Regions from separate parts of the Mus musculus genome. Here region 1 is linked to region 2. The links are chromatin contacts, called in public HiChIP or PLAC-seq maps. All regions are on one chromosome and are shown on one strand. Each heading gives the region's core, a stretch centred on a gene start, on an enhancer-like site or on the middle of the called end of the contact. The rest is flanking DNA. Distances are from core to core; before and after follow the strand shown. Region 1 has its middle 40 kb from the start of Gm30292. Region 2 holds the start of Naa15 (N(alpha)-acetyltransferase 15, NatA auxiliary subunit).

Region 1 (7,923 bases), core at 5,164-7,663, 1.4 Mb after region 2:
GACAGACGTGGTGTTGGAGAAAGTGTTGAGAGTTCCACATCTGGATCCTTAGGCAGCAGAAAGAGGAAGAGCCTGGGCCTGGCTTGAGCTTCTGAACCATGTCGTCCCCCTCCCCCGCAGTGATACACTTCCTTCAACAAGGTCATGCCTCCTAATGATGTCCATGGGCCTATGGGGGTCATTTCCATCCAAACCACCACAGTCTCTTTGAGACCAAATCTCAGAAATGACATCGTGTCTTCCATTGTAGTTAGGGTTTCTATTGCTGTGATAAAACACTATGATCAAAAGCAACTTCAAGAAGAAAGGGTTAATTTCAGCTGACAATTCTCAGGTCATACTCTATCACCAAGAGGAGCCAGGGCAAGAATCCAAGGAAGAAAGCGGGAGGCAGGAACTGAAGCAGAGGTCTCGAATGCATGCTACTTGCTGACCCAGCCCTCAGTGTTTTCTCAGCCTACTTTTTATATACCTCAGGACCACAGCTGCCAGTAAGCTGGGCCTTCCCACTAGTCAAGAAAATGCACTACAGGCTTGCTTACAGGCAAATCTTTTGGAGGCATTTTCTCAATTTAGAGTCTCTCTTCAAATGATCCTAGCTTGTATCAGGTTGGCATAAAGCTAACTAAAACACCCCATCATCTACTTGCTATTCATTAGAAGCAAGTTTCTAGGTCCAGCTTACACTCAAATGAGTAAATCAGAAAGACATGAATGGCATGAATCACAAGGCATCTGCCTTCAAGCTGCTTCCTATACTTAAAATGCCAAGCATTGTGAAATCAAAGGAAAAATTAGACACACGCACACACACACACACACACACACACACACACACACACACACACACACACATACACACATACACACTTACATCACGAACACATGCATACAAGCACGCACAATCACGGTGGAGAAACTACCATTTCTAACTCCCAAATTAGAGGTAACAAAAGCAAACACTGCTTTCATTCATTAAGCCAATAATAAAGTTTTATTCATACCAACAAATTCACATTAACAAAATACCTTCTGCCTGTTTGCTGCATCTCTAAAATAATTTGTTGGATGAAAGCGATGGATGGAATGTCTCTGTTTTTATGAAGTGTGTAAGCAGTGTGGATTGTCACAGGCACCACTGAAACTGAAAATCAGGGGAACAGCCTTACATCACAGAAGAGGTCCCTCCAGTTCCAAGCTTCTTGTCCCTTGTGTGTCAAATGGTCAGACTAATCCCATTCTGAATACTCCGAAATGTATTGGCAGAACCAAGTGGTTTAGGATGGGCTAACTTTAAAAATACATGAGATGCTATTCTGTTTAGACATTTTAAAATGTTTACCCAGCGTGTAACTCCATCAGACTTCCCACTCACGAAGTAATTGTATTTTCTGAAGTTTTTGAAGGTGAAAACATGGCAGCAATTTAATGGTTGTTTCCAAAACGTCGATATTTCACATATTGCAAGACAGGAACATTTGGCTGAAAATAACTGAAAAATTAAAAATCATGAAAGTTAAAGACTCTGAAGAATTTGAGGCTATTCCCCAATAGATTGTGCCAATAGTCCAACAAATCATTGCCTTCCCAGACACCCAGTGAGTGCTGGATTCACAGAAGAGGCCCACGATGCAGGTCAGCAGACAAAAATCAGTATTATCACCAAAGATCACAGCCCTGGTGACAAAGGAAAAGAGCATTCTCTCTGGTGTGACCATCGGGGCAGCAGCTGCCAGCAAGAAGGGCATGGATGGAGCCTGAAGAGGCTTCATAGATGCTTGAGAGATCCCTCCAGCGAGGCTCAGCCGTAACTGAAGGAGCTTCAGGGGAAATGGAGTGTGCCGACATAGGCAAGTGAATGAAAAAAAAATGGTGCTGTGTGGGGCTTTTCCTGTGGGTTTTAAGGATCTTCCGTCCAACCATTTAACTGTAAGAAACCTATATAGGCTGGAGTATCAAGGTACATGCAATGCTAACACGTGAGAGGCTGAGGGAGGATGCTAAGTTCAAGTCTAGACTGATATCTGCTGCCTCCCCTCCATATATATGTATATATAAAGTATATTATGTATAATCGCATATAATCATATACATGGTGCATTAAAAAGTGCATCCTTTTCCAAATTACTTTTTTATTAGGCAGATGTCATGATTTAGATAAATGTCTATAAAAGGCCTATATGGTTTTTGAATACTGAACCTCAGGCTAACTCTACCGAAAGGTGTTGTGGACCTGAGGAAGATGGACTGGACGGGGGGGGGGGGGGGGGTCTTTCAGTCATTGGGGGACTTTGGCCTCTCCCTCCTTCTCTTCTGTTTTCTGGCCGTAAGGTAGCATTGATTCTGCTCCGTGCTCCTGTTATTGCTGGCCAGCGTGCCCACCAGTCACCTGAAGCAACAGGAATACTGATGAGAGCCTAGAACCTCCAAAAGCAGGAGTCAAAACTCACCTGTTCTCTTAATGAGTTAATTAACTCGAGTCTTCTGTTATTGTGGCAAAAAGCAAACAAAGCATAAACGTGAAGCTTCCCTTCCGGATAAAGGTGACATGGCATGAATGACTAAAAAACTAAATATATTTTCCAAAGAAATAAATATGGTGGAGAGATCTGTGGAGGCAAATGTCTAGAAGTTTCAAGAAGTGTCAAGGAGTTCAAGCCTTTTAATGCCAGAGGCAATATCTGCCTTACAAATTCATAGCTTACACACTTTGGAGACCTCGAACCTTACTAGTGTGTTTAAGAATCCTCACACTTAGTGCCTCTTAACACACTGAAATTACTAGGCATATTTCAAATAAACCCTTTATAAACTTAGTGGAACGCATGGATAAAGGTATGCCACGAGTTATGGAGCAGACAGTGCTGTTGATTAACAGTGCTATTGATTCACTGATTTCTTTGGCTTGGCACATTTTTCTTCTCTGTCTCTGTTGATCCTGCTGATCGTGTGGCTCACTTCCTCTATCTGACACATTCTTAAGATGGTTGGAATGTCGCTCTTTCATCAAAGGTGAAAGGCCAAATTTCAACTCCATGCAGAGTTGGCTATTTCTGACAGCGGCTCTTTCCCTGGCAACAGAGGGTGCTGAGCTCCCGAGCAAGAGACCATTGTTTGTTTCGTTAATGAAATTAATTTTGCAGCTATTCACAAGATGCTCCGCGGTTCTGGGAAGCATTAGAACAAAAGAGCTCCCCTGTGCCAACCTCAGGTCTATGTAGACTGACATTCAAACAGGCTTACAGGTAAATCCTGTACTGTAGGGGATTTCATACTCTAATAATTACCACCAAAGGATTACTTGTTCAATAAATTAACAATTATATAAAATCTTGTGATAACAAATATTAATTTATCAAAATTAAGGTCTCATGAATTCATCTCCAACTGTCATTCCCATAGCCTCTCTGCTGAGAAACAAAAGATTCGGGAAACTTGGCAATGTATGAACTGGAAGCAAAACTTCACTCACTAATGGATCTATCCAAACTGATGCCATTTGAGCAACTTATTTTGGTAATAGCTTTTAAACAGGGGTTGGGGTGGGGGGTGGGGAATGAACCAATCTTCTACCTACTGAGTGTTCCTCTCATTTGATTTGCTAGTTAGACCACATTCACAGCCCAAGGAACAGGATGGACTCGTGTGCCACACAGGAAGACAGATGTGGGGTTTTCATCCCCCTGCAGTTGCACTTTTTGCCTTTGCTACTTTTCTTGACTTTTATTTTCATTCTGTGCCTAGCAACTCCTTAATTAACATTTTAGATGAGAACGTCAAAGCCACCGAGATGGCAGGCTGCTACTATTCTTGGTCTTGCTGACACTTTCCCAGTGGCAGAATGACAGTCACAGCTGCAGTCATTCTAAGGAATTTGACTGGAATTAGCATGAGAGTTGGGTCACAAAAGCTTCCTTCCTATAGTTTAGTATTTATTTGTTTACTTTTAAAGCGGTTTAGATTGTCCTGAATGGCTGGGCCCAAACAGAAAACCTCTCTGGGGACACGGTTGAGTGTGAATCTCATTTTGAAGGGCCACAGCTCATATGTTAAAAAAAAAAAAAAAAATCATCCTAATTCAAGCTGTGCGCCTCTCAATGTTTTCAGACTCCATGCTCATGGCATTGTGCAAAACAGACATGGAAAAGATGTTCTCTGCCAGCAAGTGGTTCTCAAGCTTATCAGTTTACTCGTAGCTTTCCCGAAGGCTCCGCGTTCACTATGCTGTCCACATCGGCTGCATACAACAGCGGCATCTCGTTCAGTTTTATATGGGAGGTCGGTTATTACTTATGCTGAGCACATCAACGGCTAAGTCAGCCAAGCCCGTGAACAGACACACGAGGCGGACGTGAGCTGATAGTCTTCTTTCTAAAGAGCACATTTGATAAAGTCAGGGGTGAGCACTTGATGTCTGTCTGTCCTGTCTTCTTTGCTTCACCCTGGCCTGTTGGAGACAGATGCAGTAGGCCGTGCAGTGGTCACTGATTTTATTCTCTATCCATCCCTGCACTGGCTGGCTGTTCCTCCAGTGTCTCCTTTCCCTCTCTTGGGTGGCTCAGCCTCTAGCATTCTAACTGGGTCGGGCTTGGGGAAGTCTTCCTGGTTCAACCCCACAGTAATATTTGTTCTCCAAGCAGTCCATAAATTCCCCTGCACACTCCCAGAGCAGGGGTCACCAGCCCTGTCAAAGTGGTGTTTCACAAGTCAAGGCCAGCTACTGAAATTCCTTGAGAAAAGAGGACAGATTCCCCTTTCTATACTGAAAGGGGACTTTCTGGAGTGACAGTGGTGACTTTGCAAGAGTTTTGATGTAGGAAGCATGGCCTAATAGAGTAAGTAAAAGCAATGAGAGTGATGCTCTTAGAGCCTGCCCCTGGAAATGGATTTCCTGAGAGGAATGAGAGTCAGGAGAAAGTGAACAAACTTTAAACTGCTCAAGGAACAAGAGGCAAGCAGAAATCCTGGCCCTGTGTACGCTTTACACATACAGAGCACACCCTATGTATGATATGAAAATAGTATCTGAAAGCAAGGCAGCATGGACTATGTCCTGCATTAAACGGATTCACTGTGAGGCAGGAGAAGTCTTATCCCAGCCAGGAGCACACAGTCATGGGACTGGTCCTGACAGGAACGTAGACCCAGCTATGTACAGATGAACTGATTGATGATGGGGGTGGGGCTAAGAAAGAACAGCTTCTAATATCAGATTTGAATAAGATCCTGGTCTGAACAGCTTTAAGGCATCTGTGTGCACATGATCAACGGGGTCCGTGGTCACAAAACTCTTGCAGAAACGGAGGTAGAATCATTTTGAGCCTGTGGAAGCAGTCTACATCCCTGCAGGCTAGCCTAGCTCCTGAGACATTCTGTCATGGCATCCATCCTCCCTCCAGCATCCAGGACTTCTGCGCGCTAATTGGGTTTAAGGAAAACCTGTAATCCCAGTGTTCTGGCAGCTGGGACAGAAAGACTGAAAGCTTAAGGGCAGCCTGGGCTACAGAGTGAGTGATACATTGTCTCAAAAATAAAATCATAAAATAGCTCAAAATAAAATCAATAGAAGTATTTCTGTTTAAAGTACTGAATATTTAAATACTGACTATAAGAATGGACAGCACTCTTGTCTGAAGCTGTAGTCATCAGATGGCTCCCGGAAAAGCATCAACGACCCCCGAGACTTCTGTGTATACCCTGTGGGCAACTCATTTTTATCAGAATCTTTCTTCTCCTTCCTGTGTTGCCAGAACCTTTTGGACATGGGTTCTGGACCAGGAAAGACTATAGTCAGTAGAAATGCACTTGTTGCACCCTGAAGCTTCTCTGGGTCCATCCAACTCTTGGACCTGGGGACTTCCCAAGACTTTGCCCTAGGCTGCTGGAGAGTCTCATCTGTCTTCTCTGCTTGGCTGTACACTCACTGATGGCTAATGGGAGCAGGCTGTAGCGTGGGAAAGGCGAAGAGGGTTGCTACAGTGTTGCGGAGACTCAACGCTAGGCAGACTCTAGCTACCTTTGACAGCGACAGGCTGTTGAAGAGCAAGCGCTGCCTGCAGAGAGCTGGACTGTGGTTTGCTACTGTGGACACTGACTTCATTTGTTCTTATTTCTTGTTCTCAAGACAGCCTATGAATGCAGACTTGCCTGGAATTTTGAAGTGCATAGATTATTAAGGTAGGGAAGAGAAAATGTGGGTGTTAGAGGGGGACCACACCCAGGCAGCTGCCTAGGATACAGGCTCTGTAGTGTATTCTAGAAGTCCCTGGCAGAGCTCGGCCTCCAACAGAATTCTCCTCTGCCCTGAGACCGCCCATCTTCTCCTTCCAGGTTGTCTCAGCAGAACTCACCGTCTTGGCTGGCCTCTTCAGCCCTGGTTCATCTTCTCATCTGTCAGGGACCCACCTGTGGCTTTAATGTGGGCCTGCCTGAGCCCCACCCTCCTACACCCTGTGGTTATCGGTCCTCCACCCTGATCTTATCATCTGCAGGAAATCAAAACACCATGTGTGTGAGCATAAAATTCTGTCATTTATTTGTGTTGCAGACTTCAGGAAGAGGAGAGAAAGAGAAAAAAAAAAAATCACAGTTCACTTTTCATTAAAAAAAAGGGGAGGGGGGTCACAACGTTTAATTCTTAGTGACCTAAAGTCAGCTAAAGTCAGCTTCACTAACGACCAGGAAATGCCTGACCCTCGGGTCCTCACTGTTGTCATGAACTCCAAACGTTTTAAAAATGGAAATTAAAAAAAAAAAAAGTAATTACCTCTTAGCGTGTTAAAAAGTTAAGTTGAATTGCCCATTACCATGGAGATGGCTTCCTGTTTACCACACTGGTCGCCCAGCTGTTGAAGACCAGCCACCCAGCCAATGAAAAGACAGCTTTTAGCTTCCCTTATTCCATTAGTGCTTCAAATAGTGAGTCAATACAACCTGTAATTTACTAGTCGGTAAAATTTGATAAATTGTGTTTTCATATATATTAGTGGTTTTACGTTTAACAAAGTCCATCATATGGAATTACCACTATGGTTAAAAACATTATTTTATATTTTGAGAGGTAGGGGCTTCCCTGTGCTTAAAATGCCTACCCTGTGCCTTTTAAAATTCTGGTATAGCATTCTGGTACTTCAGACAGCCTCCTGCAATAAGGAATTGTCCTCTTTCCTCTTCACTGGTCAAGAAAGCTGCACTATTACCCAATACTGATACATAATATCCTTTATAACAAAATCAAGACTCTGGCTACCAATCCCCAAAGACCCTAGGATTCTAAAGTACACTATTTTGTGTCTGATAATAAATAAAAATTATTTGAAAATTGAGAAGTTTTTATTTTTCTTCCCGGCCTGCATGTAAAAATATTATCAAGCTACCTAATGAGTCCAAGGAGATGGGACCACAGATTTCAGTAACTAAATCATTTGAAGAAGAGAGGTATGGGGACTTGGGTGGAAGTGCCATGCACCTGGGAATGTGGCGATATTCGATACAAAGTATGGCGATAAAGAAGAGAGTAAAGTGTGTAAGCAGGAGGAAGCCAGCTCCCAGCAGTTTGTTGGAAAGCTTCAAAAGAGCCCTCCTGTGAAACAGTCGGCAGCTAACCACAGCTCTGGGAGGCTTCTCCTCACCTTGGAAGAAGCTCAAAGCTTCCCTAATGAGCCCTCAGGTCTCCACAGTTTCCTGCCCAGACCTTTTGGGTCTGGTCTTTTTGTCCCTTTCCTGCTACCTCCCTGTCCTTCTCAGAGGCCTTTGTGCAGCACCAATGGCTTTGGAATATAACTATCTATGCCACTGAAAATGGTGGCATCTTGAGGCAGAATGTGCTGTGCACTTAAACTTTATCTTAAGCAATTTAGGTATCTGCGGTAATGTTCGAATGGGATAAGCATATCTTAGTGGAACCCTGGCAGTACCAAACTC
Region 2 (7,445 bases), core at 3,833-6,332:
TCTGTATAGCCCTGGCTGTCCTGGAACTCACTTTATAGACCAGGCTGGCCTCGAACTCAGAAATCCACCTGCCTCTGCCTCCCAAGTGCTGGGACTAAAGGCGTGCGCCACCACGCCTGGCTATTGGTTTTTAAGATTTATTTATTTTATGTATGTGGGTACACTGTCCCTCTCTTCAGACACATCAAAAGAGGGCATTGGATCCCATTAGAGATGGTTTTGAGTCACCATGTGGTTGCTGGGAATTGAACTCTCAGAACCTCTGGAAGGACAGTCAGTGCTTTTAGCTGCTGAGCCATCTTTCTACCCCCAATTAGCTGTTTGTTTGGGTTGGTTTTGTTGTTTTTTTTTTTCAGACAGGGTTTCTCTGTGTTGCCCTGGCTGTCCTGGAACTCACTCTGTAGACCAGGCTGGCCTTGAACTCAGAAATCTGCCTGCCTCTGCCTCCCGAGTGCTGGGACTAAAGGCGTGAGCCACCACTGCCCAGCTTAGCTGGTTTTTCTGTTGTGCAATCGATCAAGATTATGTTTCTCTGGATTCTTAATACTACCTGGTGTCCAAAGACCATTTAAAAAAAGTATAGGTTCTTTTTACTTTTTAAAGATTTCTAGTCTTGTGTGCATGTGGTGGTGGTAAGGGTCTAAGAATGAAGCTCCTGTTGAGGACCAGAAGTGGCTACCATTTCTCTGGAGCTGGACTTATAGCTGGCTGTGTGACAACTCAGGTGGGTGCTGGGAACCAAGCTCATGTCTCTGTTAGGGAGGTATGGGTTCTTAACAGTTGAGCCATCTCTCTAGCCTACAGATGATACAATCTTGCCCAGAAAAGTGATTTGCTAAAACCTAAAGCTGTTTAGGTCCATTTTCTTAGCAAAATAAGTGTTAGCAGTTTTCTATGTACTTTTAGCAGTATTAAGTTCTTTTTTTTTCTTTAAGATTTATTTTATGTACTAGTGGCCTATCTGCTTGTATACCAGCACTCCATCAGAGGACATCAGATCACATGATAGATGGTTGTGAGCCACCAAGTGGGTGCTGGGAATTGAACTCAAAACATCTGGAAATGCAGTCAGTGCTCTTAACCGCTGAGCCATCTCTCCAGCTCCTAAAATCTTTTCATTAAAATGAAAAAGTCTTCAGCTGAATGAGATAACTCATATCTAATCCCAGCTCTTGGGTAGCTGAGGCAGGAGTGCCTCAATTTTGAAGGTAGTTTGGGCTTCATAGTGAGTCCCAGGTCAGCCTAGGTTTCTAAGATGTAAAACCCTATTTTATAAAAGAAAAAAAGGTGCAACCAAAAAGATAACTCAGAGTAAAGGCACTTACTGCCAAGCCTGGTGACTTGAGTTCAGTTGCCACACGGTAGAAGGAGAGATCAGACTTCTACTAGTTTTCTCCTGATTTCCACATGGGTGCTTTGACAAGCATGCACGTACACACAATGTGCATATACCCACACTAAATAAATAAATGCATTTAAAAAGAAAAGCAGGGGAAAATAGAAAATTATTGATAGAAGGCAAAATAATTCTATTGTGCTTTGTGGTTCATCTTAAAACTCAAATGATGGCTAAACACGTTACTGAAGCGTGAGTTACTTTGGTTTGTAACCTGGTTTGAGCCTGCTGGACTAATGCACAAGTAAGCAAACCAGCCTACTAATGCGCTGAATCAGTTGTTGGCTCTCAGCTCACTGGCGGCTTCTTGTCCACTCAGCAACCTGGCAGTTGGATATGCTTTCTTCACCATCTCGCCAGAGCTTGTCCTGACACAGCTTTTGCTAGTCTTCAACAAGTTGAAACAGAAGCCGCGGCTTGTAGGAGTACACAGAACCAGTAAGCCCATCACTAACTTCAGGATCCATGCTGGGAAAGTCCAGTTGGTACTCAGAGCTTTGATCCCTGTGTCCTTTTACTAGTGTATATTTGGGGGAAGCAATGAAGTATGAAGGTACCATTCTCAGCATGTTAGAGCTCAATGGGCCCCTACAGTTGGGGGGAGGCAGCTGTGGATGAAACTCCCATCTTGAAAAAGAATCCAACAAGAAGCTAATAGCTATCATATAGTTTGGTACATGTCTTTCATAAAATTCATTTAAACCATGTCTTGAATTTAAATGCTAAAAACCCTATTTGTGACCTAGGTAAGAGGGGATTTGAGGTAGCAGCTAGAAAACAGTTTCAGCACTGGATCTTTCCACGAAGAGACATGTGTTCAAGTTGGGGTGGGGTGGGGGTTGGGGGAGGGAGAGCAAGAGTTGGGATGAGAAGAAAACAGTAGATACATAAAGTCCATAGATCAAGCTCAGGACCTGAAGAATGGCTTCTTGTTTATGCAAATTTTTATTAAACAAGAAGTCAGAAGCTTTTCTGATGCTTTTCTATTAACAGCATGTCCAGACTGGCCCCTGCTCTCCCACTCCAGGCAATCATCCTGCATGCTTTGCTAATTCATCCTTCAAGTCCTTCTGCCCTGGCCTCCCCAGCTCTGGGATTACACATGTGCGCCACCACACCCAGTGGGAGGAAGCCCTTCAGCCACAGTGATAGAGAAGGATGCAAGGTCAGCAGCAGTGTAGTGCAGGGCCATACAGCCTTGGCTGTTACTTCCTGGAAGCACAAAGAGCACTCAAAGCATAGCTCACATGCAATTTCTATCTGTTGTATTGTAGTGATCACTGTAGGTGTTTTATTATTGAGTTCAGGCTATCATGTCACTGACTGTGTGGTCAGACTATTATTTACAGGTGCATTTTAACTCGGGAATGAATCAGATCAATGTTGTAATTAGACCAGTGTTCACTGAACCTTAAAACCTGCTGTCTGGGCTGAGAGAGATGACTGGCAGTTAGGAGTACTTACTGCTGTTCCAGAAGATCTAGGTTCCTTTCCTAGCACCATGCTGGGTGGCTTGCAACCACTTGTAATTCCAGCTCCAAGGGATCTGGTACTCTGATCTCTGTGGGCACCAGTACACATGCACACAAACACAAAAACAGCTCTACAACACAACAGGTCCACCCAAACCTCTGCTGCTTAGACTTGGAAAAGTAACTATATTCTCGGCATTTGGAAAGCAAAGGAGGGTATGGGTTCAAGGTAAGCCTGGGCTACTTAGGGACACCAACCAACAAACCAATCAAATTACTAGTTGGTGGGAAGGGGATTAAAAGTAGTCAAGGGAGACAAGATGGTAAGGGTATGTATGTGTGTGACTATGATTGAAATATATCATGTACATGTATAAAAATAATGAATACCATTATTATGTATAATTAACATGCCAATAAAACCTTACAATTTAAAAAATTATTTGTACAATTTGAAAAAACAAAATTTGCATTTAGTGCTGTGGGTATAGCTAGCTTAATGGTAGAAGTGCTTATCTGGCCAGGCAGTGGCGGCGCATGCCTTTAATCCCAGCACTTGGGAGGCAGAGGCAGGTGGATTTCTGAGTTCGAGGCCAGCCTTGTCTATAGAGTGAGTTCCAGGACAGCCAGGGCTACACAGAGAAACCCTGTCTCAAAAAAACAACAACAAAAAAGTGCTTATCTGGCATGCATAAAGCACCAGGTTAGCTCTTCAACAGCACACACTTGTAGAAAAGCTATTTATTTACTTACATCTTTGTATGTGAAGGATTTTCTTCTAGGCTTATCTATTTTATATGCATGAGCCTTTTGTCTGTGCGAGCACCCTGTGTATACCTGGCCTCTTCAGAGGTGCTGGGACCCAGCCTAGGTTCTCTGCAAGAGTAACAGGTCATTTCCCCTATGAACTCCCTCTCCAGCCCAGAATTCACTTGTTATTTATGTGTGCCAACATGGAGGTTAGAGAACAACTCTTTGGAGCCTTTTCTCTTTTTCCATCTTCATGTGAGTTCAGGGGTCAAATTCAGGCTGTCAGGCTTGCAAAGTAAGTGCCTTAATCCACTGAACCATCTCACCAACTTAATTTTCCTAAATCTTTAGAGAGATTAGTGTTCAAGGATACCCCAGGATTTGCCTGCTCTAAGCTTGCTCCCTTTTTGGTTTTTAAGAGATCGAATTCCAGGATAGCCAGGGAAACACTGGGAAATCCTGTCTCAAAACAAAACAAACAAAAACAGACCTAAAGGAGCTAAACTGCTGCACATCTTTATGACTCAGGATGCACAGATTACTAGAAGGTCCACATGAGATAATCAAGGGTAAAATGGCTCTTGTGACTCAATGGCTTGCCATTTTGTAAAGTTTTATTGTTAACTGTAATGAAACGTCTGGATCCTCTTCTCTCTCAGGCCTGACCTTGCTCAGTGGAGTCTGGCCTCTAAGGATTGAGGATTTCTGTTAACAGGCAGTTCAACAGATACAACCCTAAGCATGAATTAGAAGCCAACTCCAGGAGTCTCGGCCCTCAACTCCACCACATTAAGGTGACTCACACAGCCAGTTCCTCAACCTCGCATTATATGACTTCAGCAATGAAATAAATATACCTCAACCTTCAGAGGCTCCTTTGGCAGTATAAGTATGTCACTTCGGATCTGGCCAACACCTTTCCTGGCTATCTCTAGCAATAGTCAACAAAAATCACTGATACCCTAGCCAGCCGGGGCCCATTTCATAGGTCAAGCTCTTAGAGGCTTTTCAAGATGATTAAGCCCTCTTTTTCGGATCGGTTCACAAATTACCCTTCGCTCCCTTCTGTACACAATACAGGCACTTGGGCCTAGAACCATTATACCTCTTCTTAAAACATCTCCATTTTGGCACTTGATACTCAAGCTATGATGACACCATCTGGGTGAGTCTACCCCACCGAGAGAAAGGCAGGCCGGTCTAGCGAGAAGGGGCAGAAAGTCTGTTTCCAGAGAGGAGGCGGCGGCGGCGGAAGCGTCATTGGCGGCCCTCCCAGGCACACGGCACTGGCAGGACCGGCAGAGCCAACTCTGAAATCCGCGGCTCCGCAGGCCGGCCCGGCCTCCGCGTTCCCGGCAGGCTCCGGTGCATCGAGGGTGGGGAAGAGCGGGTCACCGCGCCTGCGCGTTGGGAGGTGTGACCCGGGTGGGAAAGCCCTCCGAGTCCGCCATTTTGGCTGCCTCTGTCGGTCTTTTCAGTTACCACGTGAACCGCCGACGGAGACCCGGGAGGGGGGAGGTGGCGGCGGCGTTAAGTGAGAAAGGGGGAAAAGGAGGAGAGAGAGAGAGAGAGAGAAAAAAAAGAAAAGAAAAAAAAAAAGAGGCGAAGGGAGTGTCAGGACAGGGCGGGCGCGGCGACCCCGGAGGCCTAGTGGCGGCGGAGTGAAGGCTTCAAGGCTGAAGTGAGCTCGGGAACGGCAGTGGCGGCGGCGGGCGGACAAACGGACTGAGCGAGCCGGGCGGTGGCGGGAGCCGCGGGAGGAGCCGGAACCATGCCGGCCGTGAGCCTCCCGCCCAAGGAGAACGCGCTCTTCAAGCGGATCTTGGTGAGTGTGAGGCGGCGAGCGGGCACCGGGGATGGTTTCGCTGGGAGCCGGGCCTGTCAGCCCCGAGCCCGGGCGGGCGAGCGGGCACCCGGCCACCCCGCGGGGACCCCACCTCGGCTGTGCTGGCTGGCGGGGCGCACTCTCAGCTCTCGTCTCGCCCCGGGAGCGCCCCCACCTCCGTCCGCGCGCCGCGGCCCGCGGGCTTCGAGGCCTCGGTTCCGGACTAGGCCCCGACTCCCCGGCATCCGCACGGCTCGGCTGCCGTTTACCCTCCTAGAGCGAAGGGAGGAGCAGCCTGGCCTTGAGCGGGGCAGCGGGCCGCACGGGCCGGGAGTCGCGGCCCCGCTCCGGACAGGGATTCTGCCGGCTGGTCGGGGTGGCACCCTCGGAAGGAACAGGTGGTGTGGCCGAGGCAGGGACTCATTCATTGCTTGAAAGCACTTCTCCCTCTCCGGCCCCGTCCCTCCCTCTTCCTCCCCATCTGGGATTCACCGGTCCCCGCCCGGCCGGGGGTCACTGTTGGACTCGAAAGAATGGACTCTTGTAGAAGCGGAGGCTACTCTGTCACCTCCATCCAGGCACTTGCATACTTGATCCTGCAGCCCCTCGGCCTCTTTTTTTGGGAGTGGGAAACGCAGCATTTGTTTGTTAGTTGGAGAGCAAAACGGCCCCACCCCGACACCCTTCTCCGGGAGGTGGGACTCATTTCTAGGGGCGGTCCGGTAGGAAGTTTCAGTACAGACTCCCCCTCCACCCCTTACTCTGAAGTTTTAAAAATAGCGGTGCAAAAACTTAGCAGGAGATAATAGAAGTGTCTTCTAAGATGGATCTTGTTGACGCTATCTCAAACTCATCCCCTGTGCTTCAGATGTTTGCGGTTTGCATAAAAATACACGCAGTGATAACTTGCGGGGGTATGGGCTTGAATCTGTTTACATTGTAAACTATGCCCTGCTTTATCGGCTCTGTCATTAATACATTGTAGCAGTTTTTGTTGTTAGTGTGAGGGTAGCTTCTTTTATACAAACTTTTTTGTGCGTGAAAGAATTAAGTGTATTCGCCAAACTTGACTTGAATTTTGGAGTGTGTGTGTGTGTTAGCCTTTTAGATTGCAGTTATAATTCGTTTGACAACAAAATAAGGAGATTAGATATTTGGCTTTTTCTTTTCTTTTTTTTTTTTTCTTTTTTCTTTTTCTTTTTTCTTTTTGGCTATTTATGGGCCAGAGAGATGGCTCAGTGGATAAAAGCAGTCATTGACTGTTCTTCCACAGGTCCTGAGCTGAGTTCCCAGCAACCACATGGTGGTTCTCAACCATCTATAGTGGACTCTGATGCCCTCTTCTGGGGTGCAAGACATTCAGGAAATAGAGCACTTATATACATAAAATACATAAATAAATCCTAAATAACCATTTATATTGAGGTGATTGATTTTACAGAACTATCCATGTAATCAATTTGTGTAGAAAAACATATTAGACAGTCACTTCCCGTACTACTTAATGGCGTTTTGTTTTCAGACCTTTAGAAGTCTTAAGTGGATTTGTAGCATAGTTTTTTGTTTTTAGTGTTCTGAGACAGATCTCACTTTCTGTAGCCAGGCTGGACTGGAACTCTTGGCAGTTTTTCTGCCTCAGCATCCCAAGAGGTGGGATTACAGATGAGAACTACTATGCACTTCTTGTGACAGTTCTAGAATGATTTTATTTTTTTATGTGTGGAGAGGTCAGAGGGCAACTTCCAAGAGTTGGTTCTCTTCCACCATGTGGGAGTTCCTGAGATTAAACTCAGGTCAACAGATTTGGCAGCAAAAAGCTGGGCTTAATATTGTCTGCCTTTAATCCCAACACTTGGGAGGTGGAGGCAGGAGATATTTGTGAGTTCGAGGCCAGCTGGCTCTGATACGGAGATTCAGGAAAGTCAGATATACAGTGAGACCCTGTCTTGAAAAAAACAATATAGGAATAGATTTGGCAGCCAGTGGTTTTTTTTTTTTTTTT

Evidence for each region. HiChIP or PLAC-seq counts read pairs in DNA pulled down with a chosen protein or histone mark.
Region 1: a contact with region 2 is called in an H3K27ac HiChIP or PLAC-seq map of thymic regulatory T cells, with 5 times the contacts expected there. The contact joins the enhancer-like site here to the promoter of Naa15 in region 2. A contact is called at or near these places in 3 of 39 promoter capture datasets (cranial neural crest, liver and pre-B cells) and 2 of 115 datasets of contacts at active chromatin or transcription factors (pro-B cells and thymic regulatory T cells).

What each region holds. Positions count from the first base shown.
Region 1 is chr3:52,833,953-52,841,875 of GRCm38.p6, forward strand. No RefSeq gene overlaps it. Among named protein-coding and RNA genes, the nearest start is that of Gm30292, 40 kb to the left of the region's middle. Within about 2 kb of position 6,414, at least 56 of the 459 cell types and tissues checked have an H3K27ac peak or open chromatin away from gene starts, as enhancers often do. A contact at or near this core is called in pro-B cells and thymic regulatory T cells, where this site is marked.
Region 2 is chr3:51,410,934-51,418,378 of GRCm38.p6, forward strand. It overlaps Naa15 (N(alpha)-acetyltransferase 15, NatA auxiliary subunit), which reads left to right and starts at 5,083. Exons shown (of 20, transcript NM_053089.3): 1 at 5,083-5,443. The coding sequence starts at 5,390. LOC108168868 (a long non-coding RNA gene) reads left to right here and starts at 5,450. Exons shown (of 2, transcript XR_001783830.2): 1 at 5,450-5,841.